Linked DNA regions of Mus musculus: region 2 is linked to region 1. Evidence: chromatin contacts called from public HiChIP or PLAC-seq data. All regions are on one chromosome and are shown on one strand. The core of a region is the stretch at or near the end of the contact, and the rest is flanking DNA. Distances in the headings are between cores, read along the strand shown. Region 1 has its middle 2.5 kb from the start of n-TQctg2. Region 2 overlaps Gm5544 (predicted gene 5544).

Region 1 (2,700 bases), core at 50-2,549:
AGAAGATCTCTGTGGTTGTGAAATTCTTAAAATTTTAAGAGTTGATTTTGGGGCTGGAGAGATGGGAGCACTGACTGCTCTTCCAGAGGTCTTGACTTCAATTCCTAGCAACTACATGGTGACTCACAACCATTTGTAATGGGATCTGATGCCCTCTTCTGGTGTGTCTGAAGAGGGCTACAGTGTACTCATATACATTAAATAAATCTAGAAAGAAAGAAAGAAAGAAAGAAAGAAAGAAAGAGAGGGAGGGAGGGAGGGAGGGAGGGAGGGAGGGAGGGAGGGAGGGAGGGAGGGAGGAAGGAAGGAAGGAAGGAAGGAAGGAAGGAAGGAAGGAAGGAAGGAAGGAAGGAAGGAAGTTGATTTTGCCTTCCTTGGCAGAACATTGCCTGTTTGGGGTTCACCCAAAAGGTAGGGCCAAGAGAACACACATTCTTCCCCATCTTCTCCCATAGCCCTTTCTACGTTGACTATCACCCCACCTCACCACACGGACTGTCACAAAAAGAAAGTATGTCAAGGAGGACAGAGGCTGGACCCGAAGCACTGGAGAATGTTACAAGGGGATGGCAGAAAGGAAAGCACGTGGAAGCAGAGATAAAAGACTCGAAAAGGACTAGTGGGCGGGGGTGGGGATAGAGGAGATTGGAATCCAGTAAAGTCCAAATCCTGCACCGAAAATCACCAGCGGCCATTTGAGGGTAGGAAGTGGACAACTACAAAGAAAAAGCAAGGCATACTTGGGGCTGGAATCTTACATCAGAACAGAAAGCTCCAGCAACGTGAAGGGTTGGGGCCTTGTGACCAGCCTAAAACGCCCTTCTTTGCGCCCGTACCCAAAAAAGTATTTGTTCTCATTCTGGGAAGGACAAACAAGAACAGTCAGTGAGTGTTGTGTTTTATAAAAAGAAAGAGCCAGGAACATGTTTGGTAGAGCGCGAGGTATGGTGAGTTGGAAGGGGATGTCTCTGCGGGCCTATGCTGAGACACCCCTTCTCCCTTCGGTGAGCTTATTTAGGCCTCGGGGAGGAGAGTTGAGGGGGTAGAGACAGTGGAGAGGGAGGGGGGAGGGGAATGGGGAGAGAAGGGACTGAGAAGGAAAAGAGTAAGAGGGTAAGAGAGTGGAGAATGAGGAAGAGGCAAGCAGCCCCTTTTATACTGAGTCAGGCGAACCTGGCTGTTGCCAGGTAATTGTGGGGCGGAGCATAAAAGGAATGCTGACAACGAGGAGGAGGGCGTGAGCCCCGCATCTGACAACTCCTGCTTGGATCCAGTCTGACAAGGATAAGTGCTTGGGGAGGAAATTCTTGAGGGCGGGGGTGAGGTGGGGTGAGGGGTGGATTTGCATATCTACAGCCAATCAGAAGCTACTCAGGGCTGTGATTCCGTGGTGTAAAGGTGCAGATGTTAGACTCTGGGTCCAGCGATCCGTGTTCAAATTTCAGTGTGGCCTTTTCCTTTAGTGGAAACCAAAGCTGCTGACTCTTACTGTGAAATGCCGTTCTCAGGAGAGCGCCATGGAGAAAGTTGCTGGCCAGTACATCTTTGCAGAACATAGCAGGCGTGTGTTACAGTGTTCATTATATTGGTGAAGTGACTGTGTTGTTTATACTTGTGGAATGCAGACCGTGGGAGTGAAAAGGGCTCTCTTATTCCAGACTCCAGCACGCTTATTTCAAGTGTCCTCCTGCGACGGCTAATCTTGGTGGTCAACTTGACAGTGTGTCAAGGAAGGCAGAGCCCCATTTGGGAAGATGCCTACATGGGATTGTGCGTGGGCATGTCTGTGGATAATTTTCTTGATTGCTAATTGATGTAGGCGGGTCCAGCTCACTGTGGATGACGGTTCATACCTTAGTTATGTATGCTTGGGCTGAATAAAAAAGAACCAGAAAAGGTGAGCAAGCCAGAAAGTAAGCTTTTCTCCACAGTTTCTACTTCAAGTGCCTGCCTTAAGTCGAGGGATGTCTTGACTTCCCTCGATGATCTATGAAACGAAATAAACTCTCTCCTACGTCCGTGAACAGCTCTAGAATGTGACAAGTAAGGACAGATCTGTTAATCAATCAAAGCGACTTCTTGGCTCAGGCAAGTTAACTGCTTTAGGCTTCACTTTCTTTTTTTTAAAATATTTTTTATTACATATTTTCCTCAATTACATTTCCAATGCTATCCCAAAAGTCCCCCATACCCTCCCCCCCACTTCCCTACCCACCCATTCCCATTTTTAGGCTTCACTTTCTACTCTGTTAAATGGAAACAATGGAAATATCTACCTTGTTGAGTGGTGGGACTCACATAAAATAATGCACACACAATGTCACTCTTGATATGTCCAGAGTCTATTGGTCAGAATATTTTATCCCAACAACAGAAAAGCAAACTAGAACGGAAATGTCTGTTCTGGAGCAGGGTGTCCCCCAAACCCTGTAACAGAGGATTATGCAAAATCTTCCCTAACTATTGGCTACACTTTTCTACCAGTATCCTAAGGTATCTTGTGGGCAAGTAAGGGGCTCCAGAAACTTCTGGAGAGTTCTCTCTCTCTCTTTTTTTTTTTTTTTTTTTTTTTTTGTCTCAGGAGGAGTTGGCCTGTATCATTACTTCAGATCTGGGCCCCCGGGTCAGATTCCATAGGGGACGGGATGTTTACCCCACAATTTGGGACCAGAGCAGAAGCCAGTCACTATCCTCTGAGTC
Region 2 (2,700 bases), core at 170-2,669, 260 kb before region 1:
GAGCTGAGAGCAAGAACAAGGCAAAGCACAAACACTAGCTGGGAGTCCACAGCAATTCATCGGGTGACGTGACGATGACAGGGCCCCAGGCAGTGGACACAGACGCAGTTCTGTGAGCCCAGTACTACTGGCTACAGTTCTTACATGCCATGGCATCATGAAACGTGCTCCTGTTTTGGAGACTTGGATATTTCCAGCCTTGCAGATGATTATAGACAATGCTGTCATTAATATCCCCACTCCCTGCTTTTGCATATCTTATTTCTCTGGGGCAAATTTCCAGAAGTTAGATTACACAGTCACAGGATGTTGTTTGTATAATATTAATGACATTTTGTTATATTACACAGTAGGGTCAGGGGTCCTTTGTGTGTGTGTGTGTGTGTGTGTGTGTGTGTGTGTGTGTAAGAGACAGAGAGACAGAGACAGAGAGAGGCTGACTGATTGATTGTGGCTGGGGTCATTGGCTCATGCCACAGGGATCCTGTGGTGGTCAGAGGACGACAGTAAACCTGCTTCTCTCCTTTTGCCTTTGTCGGGTGCTGGTGATTGAACCCAAGCCATCAGACACACTGCGAAGTGCCGTTGCCTACTGTGCAAACCTCACCTACCAGGTCTCTTAATTTGTCGAGATTCAGAATCCTCTCCTACCCCCGGCATCTCTAACTTCCTCCCTCTCTTCTCTGACTCTCTCTGGCTTTCTTTTCTCTCTCTCCTTTCTTTTTGGGGGAACATATAAAGGGGAAAACTTAACAAAGCAGGACAGAGGTTACAGTGTTCACAGAGGAAGGCAGGAAAAGGCAGAGGATATTTCTTCTTTATTACTTGTTTCTTGTCTTTCAGCTGCAGAAAGCAGGCAGCAGCTGCTTCCCCGGGTGGAAGAGAATCCTCTGAGACAATCAGCAGCCTGAGGGAGGGCCCTGCTTACTCAGACTTTCTCGCCTTCTGGGGAGATCAATGGACTTTGCCATTTCCATTATCTTTCACAATATCCCCTGGTGCTAGCTCAAACTGCCCTCTCTGAACAAACATTCCTCTCTGGGGGGCGGGAGGCTTGCTAAACTTTCTGGCTCTTTTATTCCCAGCCTCTATCAGTGGGAGCTCTTTGAAAGGGCCTGTCGTTCCTTCAACTCCAAAGCCTACCTGCTCAATTTTCCTTTTCTAATTTTACGCTAGGTATGAGGTGGGCACTTTCCTTATTAGAATCAGTTTTCTGGTGAATTCTAGAGTCTCCCTGTGACTGGTGCTAATGCTAAGATTCATGGGGGAAGTGCAGGAGACTCTGTTAGCAGCAGTGTTAGCAGCAGTGTTAGCAGCAGTGTCAGCAGCAGTGTTAGTAGCAGTATTAGCAGCAGTGTTAGCAGCAGTGTTAGCAGCAGTGTTAAGCTGGTTGACTCGGGCTTCCCAATCTGAAACCTTACTGCCAGGCTACAGCAGTCAAGACCTATTCAGCGTAAACACACTCAGATCAGCGGGACAGAAACACAAGCCCTAACAGTTATGCTCAATTGAATTTTGACAAAGGCACCAAAAGAATTCAACAGGGTGGGGGATGGTCTCTTAAACAAATGAAAAGCCACTGGAAAGACTGGATATCCATGTACAAAAGAATCGATTTGGACAAATGCTTAATATCGTGCACAATAATAAGCTCCCAGTGGATTGTAGACCTGAATATCTGAGCTAGAACTAGACAACTTAGAATATTAAGCAGCCTTGAGTCACGTGATGATCTTCACTATAACAGAAAGACACGAGCTGATAAAAAAGACAAAATAACAGGTGACATCTTGAACTTCATTAAAATTGCACACATCTGTGCTTTGAAGGACACAAGAAGGAGAAAGGAGGAGTCTGGAGGTGGCACATACCTTTGATCCCAGTACTCAGGAAATAGGCCCCAGTGACTTTGAGACTAGAGACTAACCTGGTGAATTCCATTCCAGATATGGGGTTTGTACTTGAAATATTCACAATCCAATAATAAGAAGCCAAGCTGGGCAGTGGTGGCGCACACCTTTGATCCCAGCACTTGGGAGGCAGAGGCAGGCAGATTTCTGAGTTCGAGGCCAGCCTGGTCTACAGAGTGAATTCCAGGACAGCCAGGACTATACAGAGAAACCCTGTCTCAAAAAACAAAACAAAACAAAACCCAATAATAAGAAGCCAAATAATCAAAAATGTGAAAGGACACTGAGTGAGGGATGTAGCTCAGCGGTAGAATGATTAACTACAGTGCACCAGGCCTTGGGTCTAACCCCCAGCATCACAAAATAAAGAGGCAAATAAAAATGGGCAAAAGATTATAATTTTATTCCAAAGTAATTATAGAAATGGCTGATAAGTCATTAGGTCACAGAAAGCAAATCCCTGCCTGGTCAGAGAGCTCTGCTCGCCACCATGACTACAATAAAACACGCAGAGAAACAATTACTGCTGAGGAGAAAGAAATTATAGACCTTATTGCTGCTGGTGGGAAAATACAATGGAAGCATCCCCTTTGAAACGGCTTGACAGTCCCTCGGAACCCCGAGGATGGAGTTACCACGATCTAGCAATTCCACTCCTAGGTGTGTGCCCCAGAGAGGTGCAAACATGTCTATACAGAGTCTGCACAGAGTGGAAACAACCTAGCTGTCCACCAGCTGATGAACAGATAAGGTGTGACACATCTGTCCGGTATAATGTTATTTAGTAACA

What was found. HiChIP or PLAC-seq counts read pairs in DNA pulled down with a chosen protein or histone mark.
Region 2: a contact with region 1 is called in an H3K27ac HiChIP or PLAC-seq map of trophoblast stem cells, with 4 times the contacts expected there. The contact joins two enhancer-like sites. A contact is called at or near these places in 1 of 15 datasets of contacts at CTCF or cohesin (embryonic stem cells), 4 of 484 Hi-C or Micro-C datasets (the N1E-115 cell line, embryonic stem cells, granulocyte-monocyte progenitors and 1 more), 10 of 115 datasets of contacts at active chromatin or transcription factors (bone marrow-derived macrophages, embryonic limb bud, embryonic stem cells and 5 more) and 3 of 9 other capture datasets (adipose tissue, embryonic stem cells and pancreatic islet).

Annotation. Positions count from the first base shown.
Region 1 is chr3:97,682,625-97,685,324 of GRCm38.p6, reverse strand. No RefSeq gene overlaps it. Among named protein-coding and RNA genes, the nearest start is that of n-TQctg2, 2.5 kb to the right of the region's middle. Within about 2 kb of position 1,299, at least 39 of the 459 cell types and tissues checked have an H3K27ac peak or open chromatin away from gene starts, as enhancers often do. A contact at or near this core is called in trophoblast stem cells, where this site is marked.
Region 2 is chr3:97,938,055-97,940,754 of GRCm38.p6, reverse strand. The region is part of intron 1 of Gm5544 (predicted gene 5544); the gene reads right to left. Among named protein-coding and RNA genes, the nearest start is that of Gm5544, 9.2 kb to the right of the region's middle. Within about 2 kb of position 1,419, at least 85 of the 459 cell types and tissues checked have an H3K27ac peak or open chromatin away from gene starts, as enhancers often do. A contact at or near this core is called in trophoblast stem cells, where this site is marked.